Regions from separate parts of the Rattus norvegicus genome. Here region 1 is linked to region 2. A link is a contact called in public Hi-C data. All regions are on one chromosome and are shown on one strand. Each heading gives the region's core, a stretch centred on a gene start, on an enhancer-like site or on the middle of the called end of the contact. The rest is flanking DNA. Distances are from core to core; before and after follow the strand shown.

Evidence for each region. Hi-C and Micro-C count contacts between places; a contact is called where the count stands out from the background.
Region 1: a Hi-C map of liver shows a contact between it and region 2, with 4 times the contacts expected there. The contact joins the promoter of Ccdc28a here to the promoter of Heca in region 2. A contact is called at or near these places in 3 of 12 Hi-C or Micro-C datasets (liver, mammary epithelial cells and psoas muscle).

Annotation. Positions count from the first base shown.
Region 1 is chr1:14,690,418-14,694,837 of GRCr8, reverse strand. It overlaps Ccdc28a (coiled-coil domain containing 28A), which reads left to right and starts at 2,349. Exons shown (of 6, transcript NM_001037789.1): 1 at 2,349-2,449; 2 at 4,216-4,416. The coding sequence starts at 4,259. It overlaps LOC102549233 (a long non-coding RNA gene), which reads right to left and starts at 2,063. Exons shown (of 4, transcript XR_010058849.1): 1 at 1,909-2,063; 2 at 1,679-1,761; 3 at 1-1,148.
Region 2 is chr1:14,392,268-14,396,933 of GRCr8, reverse strand. Heca (hdc homolog, cell cycle regulator) reads left to right here and starts at 1,743. Exons shown (of 4, transcript NM_001107514.2): 1 at 1,743-2,269. The coding sequence starts at 1,999.

The DNA.
Region 1 (4,420 bases), core at 1,100-3,599, 300 kb before region 2:
ACATAGCAAGTTCTAAGCCAGTACCTGCACATATGGAGGCCTCATCTTAAAAAAAAAAGAAGAAAAAAAAAAGATGTAAAAACAAAGGAAAGTCACGCCATCCAGGAAGTTAATGGAAATTGAACTGTGGTTGGATATTTTCGGCACTCTGGATTAAGTGATATGTGGGATATATCAATAAAATATTGGAGATGGAAAAAATGTAAGGTTGGAACTTTAATGTCCCGCAGGCCCATGTTAAAAGGTCCCCCATGTGGGGACAGATTGGGAAGTAATAGAACATCTGAGACCATGGATCTTATAGTAAGTCTTTATGTCGTTGGAGGGGCTCAGAATAGGCATTCAAAATATGAGTACTTGTAATGTAAGGCATTTATTTACTTGGAGACAGAGTTTCATGAGGCCTAGCCTCCCCTTGCTTCTACCTTCTCAGAGTTGGATGGCAAGCTGGTGGTTTCTCTTACATACATTCAGAAGGGCATTTTCCCCCCGTGTTCCTAAATTATGTCATTGGCTGAAAACTCAAATGTCCCAAAGTTCAGGTGGATTCTAAAGGCTAAGAAAAACCTAATACTTCTGGACTAGATCATCTTGAACAACTGTTGTCAGGATGTAATGAAGGACTTAGCTTCCCATTTATTCACGGACTGCCAATGATCCAATTCTTTCTTCTTCTAACTCTAACTGTTAGCAAAAGTTTGCTTGGGGGGAGGGCATCATTTGGCAAGGCCTGCCCATACAAATATGACAATCAGAGAGACCCTGGGAAAAATGTGAAGATTGTATCTATGTGCAGGGCTTATAACTGTGATACTGGGGAAACAGTCACCACCAGAGGAATTTCACACAATATGTAGTACCACAGCGTTAAAACAAACCCCGTGCAGCAATGCCTACCAAGAGAGACAGATCCGAAGGGTGTGAGGGGGTGTGAAAACCAGGCTGTAGATCAATTGACAAAATACAATTCCATTCACAGATTCCCAAAAGCCACTTGATATGTTATGTTACACAGTAACAGTTTAACTGTACACACCTAAATTAGCGAGCTCCATTTCCTAGTGACCCTGGTGGTCTGTGGGAAGCGAGATAACCAAAGGGGATGAGAACAGGAGATTTTGGCTCTTCTGAAGTCCAAGTTCTTTAACCTAAAAATACCAAATTATGAAATATAATGTATTCATTCTGGAAACTGGGGCCATTGAATGCTTTGTGGTTTTGTTTTTTTGTTTTGTTTTGTTGTTGTTGTTTAAAGAATCCCAGGTTTTTGGTTTTGCTTTTCCTAATGGAAGAACATCTCATAGTAGAGCTTAAGTACTTAGTAACTCCATCTTTGCTCTGCCTCGCTAGCATTGACATAATCTCTAGACACAATTTTCTCTCTAGGTAACAGGGAGATTGAAGACCAGAGCCGCTTCAGTCTAAGAGGCTCGGAATCTAAAATTTCCCATCACCACTCTAAGAAGGCCATCCACACCAAGGAAAGAGAGATAAGTTTTCTTTAGTTGAGGACTGAGCCTTCTCTCTCAACTCCCAATTCCTTCTTCCAGCGATGAAGTGGGGAGTCAGATAACAAGATTGATCAGCCTTTCTGAATTTCTGATTCATTTCTGAGACGGGGATTAAGACATTATCTTAAAGAACTGTAGTGAGCTAAAGCGGGACGGGTGGCACAAACCTATAATCCCAGCACTTGAGAAGTGGGGGGCAGGAAGATCTCTAGAACACAACCAGTTCCTGTAGTGTTCGGTATACGAGACTCTGTCAAAAAAAAAAAAAAAAAAAAAGAAAGAAAAGAAAAAGAAAATGAAGACAGACTGATAGCAAACACACAGAAAACCTAAACGAACTCACCACCACCCCCAATCGCAATGCTTAGACACTGGCTATTTACAGAATCACACTTACAGGCTCAGCATCAGGAGTGGCTGAACCGAATACCGCATTCCAAGCCACACTAAAGGCAGCCAACCCGAGATGTGGATCCGCTGCTAGGGTGACAATAGGCTCCGCCTTCAGATTTGTTCGAAAAGCATGCTGGGAATTGCAGTGCATGGGGGCGGTCCCTCACCGAGGTGGCTGGCCGCTTCCGGTGAGGACAATAAACTGCCAATTCCCATGAAGACATTGCAAAGGCAGAAGTGGCGTGGCCAAAAACAACTACTCTTTCCTGCGGCCGCTGGAGCCATACCTGAAGGAGGCTATGGGAGTACGGAGCCCAAAGCAGAGACGCGAGCCCCGACAGAGGTACCTGGAAGAGGCGGGGCTTTTGCCTCACTGAGGGCCCCGCCCCGATTACATCACTTCCGTAAACAAAGGGCGCTTGCCCTGGGTCTGTGACCCAGTCTGGCGACCTGAGTGGGCTCTTGCTGCAACTCTGGCAGAGGCTTTAAACTCTCTCTTACCTTTTCCAGACGAGGAAGGGTAACCACAGCCCTTTCTTCCTTCGGTATGTAATGGGATGAGGGGACCCCGCAACCTGCTCCTTCGAGCCCCTCGGCACTTGCTCTGATCACTGCTGGGTATAGATGGGTCATCGCTGGGCTAGGTTGCAGAAGGGAAATGAGGTGAAATCCAAAGGAACCTCCGGTGATTCTGGATAGAAGCGAGGCCTGACATTCAACCGTGAGCAGTTCGTCCTCTTTGGAAAGGTCCCTCGTATTTGTCATACAGAAAGGATTTCAGGGTCTTGTGACAGATGTTATCTTCCAGAAAAGAGTAAATCGCAAGCTTAGTCCCTCAGAGACCATTGGTTTATTGGCGATGCTTTATGTGTTAACTGGTTCCCACCCCACCCCCGCCTTTCGTTACCAAATGTGTATTAGCACGCATAGATTTGAAGGTTACTGTATTTACGTGTATCATTAAACAGATCCTCATCTCTTGGAAACCTGCTCAGTCATCTTTAAAGTTTTATTTAGTCAGTATTACATCTAAACAATTCCCAAATGACTCATGTGGATTCATTATTGATATCTGAGATTAGAGACTGAACGTTGTACCCCTTTTTCAAGAAAACCCTACCGTGGCTAGCGAAACAAAAACAAAAATCGGAGATTATCTTTATAAGTCCCAACTAATTCTTTTAGGAGTGACGGTAGTCAGTTTCAGTCTTTTAAAATAGTCGTGGCAGGACTAAATTCAACACTTTTACATTTAAAATTTGTTAGATGACTGTGCACCGGTGCTACTGTGCTCCTGGAGGCCAGAAGAGGGCACTGGATACCTTAGGACTGAAGTTACTGTTGCAAGCAGCCTTGCTGGGCCTGGAAATCGAAACAGATCTCTGAAAAGAGTAGCCAGTGCCGTCCCTTCGGCCCCACAGTATTTTTTAAAAGACCTGATATTCATAATGCTATTAACAGTTTGAAGGGAGGGATAGATATGCATTTTTCTGACACTTTTTTTTGGTGATACATTAATAATAGAACTAAGAGAAGCTCAAATCTAAACAGCTCGTCTTGTGGCACATCCCCATCGTCCCAGGACTCAAAAGCAGAGGGAGAATTATCACCACGAGTTGGTAATTTCTCAGCCAGCCAAGGGCGTAGAGCAAGATTGTTTTTTACAAAAAGAAAAGGCAAGGTAGCGCACACTTTTGATTAAAGGAGGATTTATGCCTTTAATCATGCAGGAGACAGAGGCAGGTGGATCTTTGTGAGTTCCAGGCCAGCTGAGTTTACAGAACAGACTCCATGTCAGACAGAGCTACATAGCGACACCTTGTCTATAAATAAATATGTGTCTGGTCGTGGTGGTGCATAGCGTACCAATACAATGTCTATTACATAAGCTTTCAAGGTGAGGTGTAGACTACGGGTGCCCTAAATACACATATATTTGAATCTGCTCTAGAGGGGAGATTTAAAGGTGAGTTAAAGCTCCAGCAAGGCTGGGGTATTGCATGAGCGATTTGCTTCTATTGGTCACTTATATAATGGTGGCTTCCTGAGGTTAAGGGCTTTGTCTTATTCATTTCTGTTTTTCCAGGACTGTTAACAGTGCCTGGCTTGCAGAAGAGAGATGGTAGATACTTTGCTGACGCCCATGAACAACTGTCTAATAATTTTCGAAAGCATTCTCTCCATTCACACATCTTCTAAGTATGCATAGAAGTATATATGGACTCGACACAATGACTCGTGGACTCTCTCTTTGACTCTCACTTTACATCTCTACGGCATATAGCTGTAATCACCGTGTTTTCATATTTAGGTCTTAATGAAGCTGGTATTGATGCAACAAAGATTTTAAGACAATGGAAGAGCGGAAAGCAAAGAGGAAGAGTCCCAAGTCCTTCAGTGCCCACTCTACTCAGGTTGTTAATGCCAAAAAAAATACCATCCCAGCTAGCAAAAGCACAGGGTTTTCAAATCCCGCGTCGCAGTCAACTTCCCAGAGGCCAAAGTTAAAAAGGTGG
Region 2 (4,666 bases), core at 494-2,993:
ATAACACACACATATGAGGAATAAAGGAAGGCACCTGATATTAATCTCCTGCACTCACCTCTCTCCCCCATCTCTCCTTCCCTATCTATCTTAGGGCCTTCTAAAGGATTACTTTCCTTGGACATAGAGGGTATTGAGGGCTAAGAAGGGCTATAATCTTTCCACCGAAAAAGTTCCAACTACTAGCAGTTGCTCTCAAGTATACAGTGCTATCCCAGTTGCTCCAGGCTCTACCTGTCAGACTCTCAGCTAGGAACTCATGCAGATGGCTCTTGTCTGAGCAGTTCCTTGGCCATCTTTCTAGACTTTTCAGCAGAGCCATAGTGCTTTGACTCAAGAGCCGAGGCGATTAAAGATCACACTCTAGGAAGAAGTCACTGAAAAGTGAGTTCAGTCTTTTTCTGTAGTCATGGATCAAGACCCTTTTATTTATACGTTCACCAAGTTCATTTCAGTTGTTTCTTACAGCACCCAAGACAAAAATAGGGCTGTTTCATGTGAGGGGAAAGAGGGGAAATATTTAAGTGTACATATTACCAACATAATCAGAGGTAGACGGGACAAGTAAAAGGTGATACTCTGACAGCTTTTCTGGGAAGGTATGGGCTCATTCTGAAGAAAGCGAGTTGAGACCAGAAGGATGGAAAGAAGCTCGTCTTTGAAAGGGGCAGAATAGAGTGCACAAAAGGAGACCACATCAAGCTCTTCCCAGGAGCCCCGTGCCCTCATCTCCTTTTCTTTCTTTCCAGTTTTCTTCTATTAAAAATAGATTTTTATGCACTATATCCCACTATCCTTTCCACTTCTCCGGCTCCTCCAAGATCCTCACCACTTCCCTTCCCAGCCGAATCCACAGCTTTTCTGCCTCTCCTTAGAACACAAATATGCATCTAAATAATAATAAAATAGTAAGGTAAAATGAAAAGAAACACACGATATAGGACAAAACAAAAGAAAAAGCAGGAGAAACACATACAGATGCAGAAAAACACTCATTCGTTCAGTGAGGAATTCCAGAAAAACAGAAAACCTGAAGCCATAAGGTATATACAAAGGACCTGTAATATTAAAAAAAAAAAAAAAGGCCCTGACAAAACATTCTGAGACAGAAACCTCTGAAGATGCCATTGAGTTTCTTTTGTGTTGGCCATCGATCGCTGAGCATGGCTGTGCCTTCAGGTCTTCACAGCCCGGCCATTCTCTCCAGACAACTCAGTCTTCTTAGTGCAGCCTGTTTCAGGCTGGCTCTGCTCCTGGCAGAGCCCTTGGGTCTCTGGTTGGCAAGTGTGGGTTAAATAAGCTGTCCAGCACAAGACTGAAGAATTCCCATGCAGGAGCTCGACTGCTCTCTCCAGGAACGCCTATATCCGAAACCCTTCGTTTTGCTTTCCTGTTTTAGTCACCTGTTTATTTTTCCAGACCATGTTGTAAGCTTTAGCTCCAGTAAGGTCAGAAGGTCAGTTAACAACTTCACTAACACTCTACCTGGCTCTCAGACATGGCTGTCTGCATGCCAGGGAAGCCCGGGAGGAGCCTCCCTCTCCCGAGAAGGGGCCTGGATGACGTCACCAGGGCGGAGGGCTGAGTGCCGAGCGTGACGTCACGAGGGCGGGTCGACCTGTCGTGAGGTCACCGGGTGGGCGGTACCAGGCTCGAGCCCCAGTGTCGTCACGGGCGGGGGCGGGCCTCGAGCGTGTCAGCGCAGCCGAATCAAAACAAGCCCGAGACCCGCCTTTTCCCTCAGGCTCCTCAGCTTCTCGCTCCGCTCGCGGGCCCGTTGCGCCCGCGCGGCTGCGAGCCTCGGGTGGCCGCGCGTGGCCGCGCCGGCTTCTGCCGGGGAGGGCGCGGCGGCCGGAATGGCGCGGCGCGGGCCGCGCGGCGGGGCGGGCGCCTGAGGAGAGCGGCCGGCCCGCGCTCTCCGTGGCCGCCGAGGCGCCGCCGCGGGGAGCCACCTTCGTGGGCGCCGGACACCGGGACACCCGCGAGCGGGTCGGGGAGATGCCCAACCCCAAGAACAGCAAAGGCGGCCGCAAAAACAAGCGCGCCAACAGCAGCGGGGACGAGCAGGAAAATGGAGCCGGGGCCTTGGCGGCGGCGGGTGCGACAGGCGCGGCGGCCGGAGGGGCCCTGGCGGCGGCGGCGGGCTGCGGGGCGGTGTCGCTCGGCGCGGTGGGCACCGGCGGCGCGGCGGGCCCGGGAGGTGCGGGCACGGGCGCCGCCAACGCCACCATCGCTGCGGGGGCTGCAGCCGCGGGGGACGCCAAGAATGGTAAGACGACAGCGGCGGGGCGAGCGCCAACTTCCTCCCCGACGGGCGGGCGCGGTGGCGGGGCCCTGGGTGGCGCGGGCGGCGCGTGGACAATGCGAGTCAGGAAGTGCTCGCCCCGCCCCTCCGCCCCGCGGTGGCTTTCCCTTCGTGGTCCCCACGCGGAGCAGCGTGGACAGCGGCTGCGGGCCCCGCGGCGGCGCTCCGGTTCGGTGCCTACTCCCCGTGGTGCCCGCGCGGGCTGAGAGTGAAGTGTTACTGGGTTAGGGGAGCGAGCCAGCCAGCAAGCAAGGAAAGGTGCCCAAGTTAGAGTGATCCGAATGAAAACTTACCCGATCCACCCACCCACCTTTGCCCCCAAAGAAGAAAAACCTTAATTCGCAGCAGATCTCTCTCTCTCTCTCTCTCTCTCTCTCTCTCTCTCTCTCTCTCTCTCTCTCTCTCGTCTGTCTCTCCTGTCTCTCTCTGTCTCTCTCTGTCTCTCTAATCTCTGTCTGTCTGTCTGTGTCTCTCTGTCTCTCTGTCTCTCTGTCTCTCTGTCTCTCTGTCTCTCTGTCTCTCTCTCTCGTCTGTCTCTCCTGTCTCTCTCTGTCTCTCTCTCTGTCTCTCTAATCTCTCTCTCTCTGTCTCTCTGTCTCTCTGTCTCTCTGTCTCTCTGTCTCTCTGTCTCTCTCTCTCTCTCTCTCTCTCTCTCTCTCTCTCTCGCTGTGTTGCCTGAAAACCTTAATTCCCAGCAGATGTGTGTGTGTGTGTGTGTGTGTGTGTGTGTGTGTGTGTGTGTGTGTGTGTGTAGTCCTGATTGCCACAGGTGGAGAGGCCAGAGATTGAGAGGGTGTGTGTGTGTGTGTGTGTGTGTGTGTGTGTGTGTGTGTGTGTGTTGGGGGGGTATTCATTTAATTCTCCTGTCTCGCTTGAGGAAGGAAGAGAATCTGAACTTGACTTCCGTTCCCAGCCTAGAGGTTTTTGTTTTTGTTTTTTGTTTTTTGTTTTTTTTTAGGTCCCTTGTCTAATTGTTTCACGTTTGTTTTTCTAAAGAAGCCCGATAATTTCACGAGCACTTAAACGATCCTTTAGAAGGGAAGAATGTAGGTAATAGCTAAGGTGTGACAGGATTTTTCTCTTCTTACTCTGGAGACACTGTTTTTTGTGACCGGATGCTTGACATTTTATTTGGGCGGTTTTTAAACTTTTTCTTGTCAGGTGGTTAGTTTTTCAGAGGAAAGAATGTATATTTTCATGAGAGTCGATGAGAATCTTTATAATAGTTATCTTTGCTTTTTAACAGTGTTCAGTTTCCTAGGCCATTCTCTATGTAGATGAAAAAGGGTACTTAAAAGAACACCACAGTGGTTCCCATAGGAGATAGACTACAGGCTGTTGGATATGGGCCCCACTGGTTGAGCCCCTGCAGTTTTGAAATAGGAAGATTTGTTTATTTATTACCAGGAGCAAACTTACACGTTTGTAGGTGTTTGATAATACTTTTGGCTAGCCTGTGCACATTCTCGCTTTCTTATCTCTAACCTTCCTTTTGATGTGACTGAGAAGATACTTAGACTCTGCACAATACCAACTCAGCCTTAGTCATTTAGGGCTTTGATATCTGGAGAAAGGCCAGTTTTTCTGAACCTCAATTCCTCATGTACAAACTTGATGGGAGTGGGGGTAGAACTGGGGGGTTACACTGGTCTTTTAGAGGTTTCTTGTGAGGGAGGCTCAGAGCGACACTTTTCTATTAGGTTCCCATTTCTTGTTACTTTAAAGGTTTATCATGTAAGGTCAATAAAAGTTCGTTGCAGATAATGGTTGATGAATAACAGCTATTAGTTACTCGTTTAAAATATTTAAGATAATTATTAGATTATTATTTTAAATGAACAGCTATTTAATTTGCAGTGTTAATAGTACTGTGCACTTGAGAGGGACGAGGCTAATGGCTATACTCTAGTATATCCTCGGGTCTCACAAAGACCTTTGTTTCTGCCCTGCTCTACCACACTGAAGGATTTGAGTCTCACCAAGCAGTTGAGGAAGTGTTTCTTTGGTAGGTGGTTCCTCCTAGGTTGAAAACATTAAGCCAGTTATGTTATAAAGTAGTAAACTGGTAGACTTGGCAATACTGTGTCTATCTGTGTAAGGCTGTGTATTTCTTACTAGGTCTTTATTTTATTAGACATGGAAAAAGAAGCAGTGGGCCCCCAAATTGCCATAACCGGCATCTCAGAAGCTGCATATTCAAGAGCAGTGAGCTGAGTTTTATGGTGCCCATTGTTGGTGTCGCCTTGGCGAATAGTTTGAGGTGACTGGAAGGATCATCTCTCTGTTTCCGAAGACAATTTTAACAGGTTCTAAAGCCTACACAAAAATGATAGGGAAATTGTAAGAGATATATGTGTATAT